Regions from separate parts of the Gossypium hirsutum genome. Here regions 1 and 3 are each linked to region 2. Evidence: chromatin contacts called from public Hi-C data. All regions are on one chromosome and are shown on one strand. The core of a region is the stretch at or near the end of the contact, and the rest is flanking DNA. Distances in the headings are between cores, read along the strand shown.

What was found. A called contact is a pair of places that touch in the nucleus more often than the background predicts.
Region 1: a contact with region 2 is called in a Hi-C map of leaf, with 3 times the contacts expected there. The contact joins two enhancer-like sites. A contact is called at or near these places in 5 of 34 Hi-C or Micro-C datasets (callus and leaf).
Region 3: a Hi-C map of leaf shows a contact between it and region 2, with 2.3 times the contacts expected there. The contact joins the promoter of LOC107951341 here to the enhancer-like site in region 2. A contact is called at or near these places in 10 of 34 Hi-C or Micro-C datasets (callus, hypocotyl, leaf and 2 more).

Annotation. Positions count from the first base shown.
Region 1 is chrA02:30,108,683-30,111,382 of Gossypium_hirsutum_v2.1, forward strand. No RefSeq gene overlaps it. Among protein-coding and RNA genes, the nearest start is that of LOC121216741, 49 kb to the right of the region's middle. Within about 2 kb of position 1,414, at least 1 of the 9 cell types and tissues checked has an H3K27ac peak or open chromatin away from gene starts, as enhancers often do. A contact at or near this core is called in leaf, where this site is marked.
Region 2 is chrA02:30,418,362-30,421,061 of Gossypium_hirsutum_v2.1, forward strand. No RefSeq gene overlaps it. Among protein-coding and RNA genes, the nearest start is that of LOC121216860, 28 kb to the right of the region's middle. Within about 2 kb of position 1,445, at least 4 of the 9 cell types and tissues checked have an H3K27ac peak or open chromatin away from gene starts, as enhancers often do. A contact at or near this core is called in hypocotyl and leaf, where this site is marked.
Region 3 is chrA02:29,985,713-29,988,412 of Gossypium_hirsutum_v2.1, forward strand. LOC107951341 (synaptotagmin-2) reads right to left here and starts at 1,290. Exons shown (of 12, transcript XM_016886350.2): 1 at 893-1,290; 2 at 135-233; 3 at 1-33. The coding sequence starts at 1,003.

The DNA of each region.
Region 1 (2,700 bases), core at 164-2,663, 310 kb before region 2:
TGGTTATTTTTGATGATTTTGGTACCTTTGGAACCCTTATAGCATGAGCTATCTATTGAGGGGACTATTTTGCAAAATGGTTGATAGTCTAGGGATTAGCCATGAAATAATTTATGATGTTTTCTGAGTTTTTATGGAAGAAAATGAACCTTGGTTGTTAAATAAACAACTTTTGTGAAATGACTTCTCATGAAAACCCTAATAGCACCATTTTGTAAAGTTTGTAAAATAGATGGTACTTTTATGAAATAATGGAAATTTTGGGTTGTTATAAGAGTAAAAAGGTTTCGGCTAGGCTTAAGGCATGAAGAAATTTGATAAAAATCGATTTTCAAGCCTAGGGGTAAAATGGTCATTTTATAAAAGTCTAGGGGCAAAATGGTCATTTTGCCAAAATTGTGAATGTTTTATTGTCTGAATTTATTTAGTTATTAAATGAGTGAATTTTTATTATTTTAGATCAAGAAATACGAAAACCAGACTTGGACCGGGGAAAGGCCAAGCTTGTGGATTAGGTCGATTAGTTGCTCATCTTTTGTAAGCCAAGGTAAGTTATATGTTAATAATGCAACTATATTGTTATTATTTGTGATTGAATTGATATTGCATAAATTGTTTTGATTGTGAATATGATATTGCTCTCTGGGACACGGCATCAACCTCGAATTGTTATTTAATTGAAAAACAACAATTATTAGTAAAAGGAAAAATACAATTACATTTTCAAGTAAGAAACAAAAAGTCCTTTTATTCTCTTCTTTTATTTAAACCCAAAACCTTCAATTACCCTAAACTCATTTTTTAAGTTGAAAGGCCTTTTCAATTTCTTCAAAAGCCTCTCCTTGATTAGTAAAGAATGGGTAAATTAAATATTATTTTAATCTCTTACAAACTTTTAATTTCTTCAAAAAAACCATTTTCAATTAACACATTTTATAGCTTCAAAATAATTTTGAGAAAGACACGAGTTTCAAACACAATAGTTCTTGGGATTTTTACTCTGTTCAACTATGGATTTTAAAACCTTTAGAAAAATAAGTTTATAGGTGAAACTTTTAAGATAAAAAGTGAAAGAGGAGAGATGGAGAAATGTATGAGTTTAGAAATTTTGACTTCAAAAGAGGGGAGGTTTCAGTGCTTGTGTCCAATTCTGCTTCTGTTCCTCTGAAACAATCGACATTGTTCTTTATTTCGTGTTTTGAGTTTCAGTGCATGATGTTGCTTACTTATAACACTAACTCTTTGTTTTACCTTTCTAGTCTCTTGTCCTTCAATTAAATAATGTATTTGTACTCAAAAGTCCTTGATGGGAAGTTTTGTTCCAGGCATAGGAATAATGACGAAGTTCCAAAATATCAACTAAAACATAGGGTTGCTTCACTAATGGTGGTAGAGACATGTGCCATAATGCAACATGAAAGGGTCCCCTCCATTATTAGCTTTCGGTTTAAGCATTTGGGCTCCAACATTTCTCCATTCACAAGGAAAGGCGCATTCACTTGTCTCTTTATGCAAGCATCCAGGGAAAAGAAAGGGTTAAGATAACTTGAAATAAGCTCTTCAACCACATAAATTATTCTCTTTTTTATTTCAACACCCGAATACCAACAAGCAAAGAAGATACCATACTACGCTTGTAACAAACCTTCTTCTGGACATATTAGGCCCAAAGCCCCACTCCCATTTCCCTTTTAAACATTCTTTTATTTTTATCTTTAACTGAAATATGATCTTAAAATTTTGTCTAATTTTATTTATATTTTATAAGTGATTAACGTAAACCTATTTTAAGTCCACTCATATTAATTTTTAAAAAGATTTAAAAATACATCTTTATATCATTTTAAAATAATATTTAATAATTTCATATATTTTTATTTACTAAAATTTTATATATAATTATCTTAACAATTTTTTTATGTTTACATTATAATAGTATTATATCTTACTATAAATTTAATTTTTATATGTTAAATTACATAATATATATAAAAATAACATAATATAAAATATTACAAACTTATAAATAGGCCGGGTTAGATTGAGCTCAGATCTTGAATGTTCAAACCTGAATCCAGTCCATATTTTAAACGAATTTAATTTTTTTACCCAAACTCAGTTTTTATACATAATATTTCTGCGTAAACCCTCTCTAAATTCTGGACGGACCTTTAGTCTAGTATTGATAACGATATATTTTTTATTAAAATTAGTACATATTAATATAAGTACGCTTTAGTTTATCATCTTCAACTTTCTAAAACATGTATCTCCAAATTTTAAAAATGATTACTTAATTCTAATAAAATAAAATATAAAATCTATAATTTATAACCTATATATAAAAGGGAAGGTCCAATCTCGACATGTGTCTCAACCCTTTTTTTTCTCATTTTATAGGAAAATGATCAAATATCATTTATTTTGTCCCTATGCTTAAAATTAAGATTATTTTGTCCTTATTTTCTATAATATTTTATCTAAAATTTCACCCTAATAAGTTTAACAGAAGAAATTAATGGTGTTAAAAATTACATCTAAATTTTTAAATTAAAAAATAAATAAATAAAATTTTTAAAAATAAAAATATAAAAATTATTTTTAAATACACAAAAAATACAAAAAAAACTTGAAATATATTTTAGCGTTCAAAATTTAATCATACAAAAAAACAATTAATCCAACATGGTAGTGGCCATT
Region 2 (2,700 bases), core at 195-2,694:
TTTTCTCCTTAAAAATATATTTTTTAAAATTTATATATTAGTGAAAATAGATCGAGTGATGATGAATTAGTATTTTAATATTATTGAATATATGTTTAATTTTTGGATTTATGATTCTTAATTGATTTATTTAAAAATAATATTAAAGTAGGTAAAAGAATTATGGGTGTTTTTATATTAGGAGTCAAATTGTATTTTTTTTTCTCTCTACTAAAAAATAAATAAATTAGTCCTTATACGTTAAATCAAAGAGAAAATTAGTCCTTTCTGTTAAAAAATTTATTTATTTGTACTGTTAAAAACTTGCGTGGTTGACTGAATAACTAGAAAATGACATGTGACGTGTCATGTGTACATTTTATTGATGTACAATGACTAGTTTTTAATAGAAGAATTGGATGGAATTTTTAATAAAACAATCATTTTGCATTTAATCTAATGTCCAAGGATTAATTTGCCCATCTTTTAAGCAGAGGGGACAAAATGCAAATTGAATCCTGATATAGGGGTGTCCATGTTATTTTACTTATAAAAGTATGAAAAGACAAAATGGCTTCATAATAATATTATAGTTTAAAATAAAAATATTCATGTAATTTCATTATTGAGTTGGTAACCTAACTAAGAGTGACACTAACTTCGCCAAATTTTTAAATATTAAATAATGAATTTTTTTTTATATAAAGGAATTATAAATATATAAAATTTCATATAAATATATAATACCATGAATATGATTATTACATAAAATACAAATACATATTTTTTTAGTTTTTTTTATATATATATTTATGAATTGTAACAAGGACAATACAATTATAAATACAAGTATTAAACTATTATAAATGAACTGTACATTCAAATTATTATAACATAAACAAATTAAGAATTAATATAGTTTAAACTAAAATCAACCAATTACGATTAAGTAGACCAAAACTCTCATATATTATAAAAGTTAAAAACTTATATAAATTAGGCATGATAAATCTTTGAAGCAAAATCTCTACTTTTACCAATTAAATGAGGTAATGATTTGTTAATATATATTTTAAAAATAGTCACGAATTCTTATGAGATTCGATGTGATTAAGCAAGTAAAAAGAGAAACATTGAATTCAATTCAAATTAAGCAATTCCATGATCTGGGATAACAGAGATTATTCCATTAAATGGACAAAGACGTCGTTATACATCGTTTAAATCAAAATTAATAGATGTGAATGAAGGTCACGTGCATGGCACCGACCAATCATGGACCGGAAATTCACATCAAGACTGGCTGGCCTTCTGCCACGTGTACCAATCCCTTAAGGTCTTGCACTGTATTATCACATAAAATATTTAATGTTTTACTCCTATTTTCTATTTATGTGTTGCTCTTGCATAAGATGGTCATTAAATAGTCTTGGGTCCCGCCAAGTGGGATACGTGTATTGCTAGGATTCTTTCAAGTCCCTTTCAAACCAGACCAACATCCTAGAGCCCGAGGGAGTGATCAACGGCTGGTATCTCCTCACCGGCTATTTCTAATTATTCGATCCAACGGCGTCAATCGAATTGACGGCTGCCGCCCAACAGTGTTTCCCAAGCCTTGGACTGCAATGGCTGTCGGTAAATTAGGTGTCTGTGGTAACATTTTTATTATAAAGAAAATGAAAAAAAAAAAGAAGTAAAGGAGAAAGTATGTTACTAGTCCCTGCATTTCTATATAATTTGATATTTACTCCCTATATTTTAAAATTTAAAAACTCAATTCTCTTACTTTTTCAATTTAAAAATCTTAATCCAATAATTATCATATGTTAAAATGTTTATTTTCACTCATATGACATGTCAGATGAGGGAAACTTAATCAACATGCTAAATTGGTAAATTTTGACAAAAAATACTTACTATTTTAATGATTGGATTGGGATTTTTAGATCAAAACAGTTAAAGGGCTTAATTTCTAACATTTTAAATATGGAGAACAAATCTCAAATTTTATCAAAAGTATAGGGCCTAACAGACAATTTTAACGAAAAGTAAATTACAATAAAAAATAAAGTAGCCGTTGGAGACGTGGAGTTTATTACTTGTATAAAAAGAGGCACAGACTTTAAAACACATGAAAGTCAGGAAGAAAAGTAAAATAAATTAAAAATCCAAACCATTTCGGATCCCTCTGGGATCGAAATCGATTTTGTATCTATTTTCTGTTTATCAATAGCATTTTCTAACCAATAATATTCTTTTTCTTTTTACTTTTCATTGAGAAAATCTGTAAAGATTTCCTCTGAAATATATATATCTTGAACATGTTTTTGGGTTCAGGCTTTTGATCATATTATTGCGAAGATCATCGCCTCTTTTTGTTTGATATTGAAAAAGCTTGTTCGTTGTTTGCCAAAGCAAAACCCAGTAGTATTATGGATGGGATTTTCTTGCCATCTTCAGCTGAGAAATCTGTTTCTCCAAACAAGCAACTCAAGAACATTCCAAGGAGACATAGTAGTGGAGCTCACACGAGCATCATCCATGGGGGGGAGGAGGAGGAGGAGGAGGCCTCTTTTTGGCTCCCCTACCTTCTCTTTCCTTCTCTTATCCATTCTATCAGGCTCAGCAGCAACCACCTCTCCTTCCACTTCCACTCCCTAATAAACCTCTTCATACTTCGCTCCCTTCTCGAACCCCAACCCTTCTATCTTCTCCATCTAA
Region 3 (2,700 bases), core at 40-2,539, 430 kb before region 2:
CATGGTCTCGATAAATTTGTTAAGCCAGTCAACCTGCAGAGAAACAGACAGTGATAACCTTGATGCATACCTTAATATGAAGCACTTAAAGACCCAAATACAGAAATGAAAGGACATAGGATAGGAGAACATACACGGTCAAAATCTGGATTTTTGACCCACAAAGGGATCTCTGGAAGCAACTGCTGCAAAGTTTTAGAGTCTTCCTCAACCAAAGGACGGATTTTAGGATCCTGAACAACCAAAACATACAATGTGACCATCTTATCAATGGTTCAAAAGGCTGATTTATTCGTTGTTTTCCTATATGATAGCTTCATATGATAACTACAGCTTCTTATAAGTGGCACCAACAGACATCGACACAGGCCAAACCGGTTGGTCAATGGTGATCAAGTACAAAAAGCAAAATCCCAGAAAAAAAAAGCAATAAACAAAAGAATACCTCTATGTTTATTTATTTATTCATGTTTTAGAATGCTAATACCTGCAGAGAAAAAATTGTGAATCCTCAAACTTAAATTTTCCCTAGAAAAGCCTAAGCTAATGCCTGATCATTTCAAAATCATGTTCTTTTCGACTGAAAATCATGGATATAAATCTCTCAAAGCGAGAACATTACAAATTACAAATCTTTGCACGGTGAAACAGGAAGACAGAATTCATAAACTCAAAAAGAACAACTTGAATTAACCATTAAATTATAAGAGTAAAAAAGAAACATTCGATCAGCTTAGAATAAAGTTATCATTTTTTTAGCACTTGTTCATTGTTTTAACAACAAAAATTCAAGCCGCTTATGGAAGAACAAGAACAGGCACCTAGGAAAAAAAAGGGACTCTGACAAAAACTAAGAAAAGCAAAAGGAAATTCAACCAAGAAAGAAACAAACCTTAACATCAGTGGGAAGGAAGTAGATGAACATGTAATACCCAATGACGATCCCAACCGAAGTTCCAATTCCGAATCCAAAAACACCCATTACAGAGCTCAAAACACCCATTTTTCCTTTCTGGTTTTTTTTTTCAAGGATAGCTCAAGTAGTTTAATCAAAGAGGCATAAAAAGCTTTTGCTCTCTTCTGTTGAAGTGAAACTAATACCAAAAGGAAAACCAGAAATGGAATCTGAGAAAGATTCTTGTGGGAAGTAAAATTGGAAGCAAAAAGAAAAGAAATGGTAAGAGACATTAGAGTTAAAAAATCTTATCAGGAAGAGTGGAAGCATTAAAGGAGCATTTACAACTAGTGGTCAGTCCTTTACGTTCAAAGGAGCCGATGCCATTTTGGACCTACCAGAGGCTTTTGCTATGAAATTTTTATGCGCGTGATATCTTCTGTCGGTAACGTTAATTGGTTGGTTACGGATTAGTTTTTTTTTTTTTTGAACTTACTACCTTAAACAATTTCTATATAACTACAGAAAGGCCTTAGCTGTACTTTTCTCACTTTCCTCTTACATGAACAGATTATGGTCAATTCCTTCACTTTTTTTAAAATTATATAACAATTGTTATTTTTTATTTTTTATTTTTATATTTCACTCAAATTGGAAATTGAATCTCTATATTTTAATTTAGACATAATTTAATATCTCAATTTTTATAATATTATTAGTTAATCTAAACATTTTATTATGGTTAAAATATTAATGTAAATTTTTAAGAATTATTAATATCATTAATTTTTTTATTAAATTTCAGTTCATTACAATATTATTTTGTTTGTTACATGAATTCTGAATATCTTTTTAATTTCAAAATGTCATACTAGAAAATTTAAAAAAATTATAATAGTATTAATAAATTAACCTAAATTTTTAAATTAAAAAAATAAAAACATTAAATTTCTAAAAATAAAAATATAATATTAAATTCTAAATATATAAAGATTAGAAAAAAATTAAAATAAATAATTTACCCAAACACTAAGCGTGACTAAAAATCATATTAATATATTACTAAAATTATGTAATCTATTAACTAATTAAAAAACCGTTAGTAATATCATCTTAAAATTAGGCTAAATCAGGTTAAAACAAGCGTGTTTCACTTTCCCGACACAAAAAGTAGTGTCAGTATCATTTTCCTTTTTGGTTTTTAAAATATCATATTTGACAAGATGGATTTTACTTAAATAAATTATAAAAAATTATAAAAAGTTAAAAATATTACTAAAAATAGTAAAAACAATTCTTCAATAACTTTTTTAATTTGGTTCAATTAATCTTAATGTGTCATGATATTCTATTGACATTATAAAGTCTTTATTATGTTAATGAAGTTTGTCATTCATCATCTACAATAAATATTTGTTATTTTCTTCTCTAAATTGTATGTTTCATTTATTGAATGAATCAATAAATTTATCTTTCAAAAAAGAAAATCTCTATTTAAATTAATATACCAATTAGTTCTTAATCCAACCAATTTGATAGGATAGTTCGATTCGATTCTAGTAATCATAAATTTTTTTTCACCTATAAACTAATTTGTGATTAGTATAATTCTAAAAATTAATTAAATTTATTTTTAAAAAATATATAAATCTTAAATATGAAAATCTAAATTAAAAGAAAAAGAAAAGGATGTTGGAGCATTTAATTTGGAATCACAAACAGATTTTGATGTTTGAGTTGAACAATTAATAAAATCAAAGTATGGAGGGAGATAGTTGGCAATTAATAGGGACCAGATTTTTTGT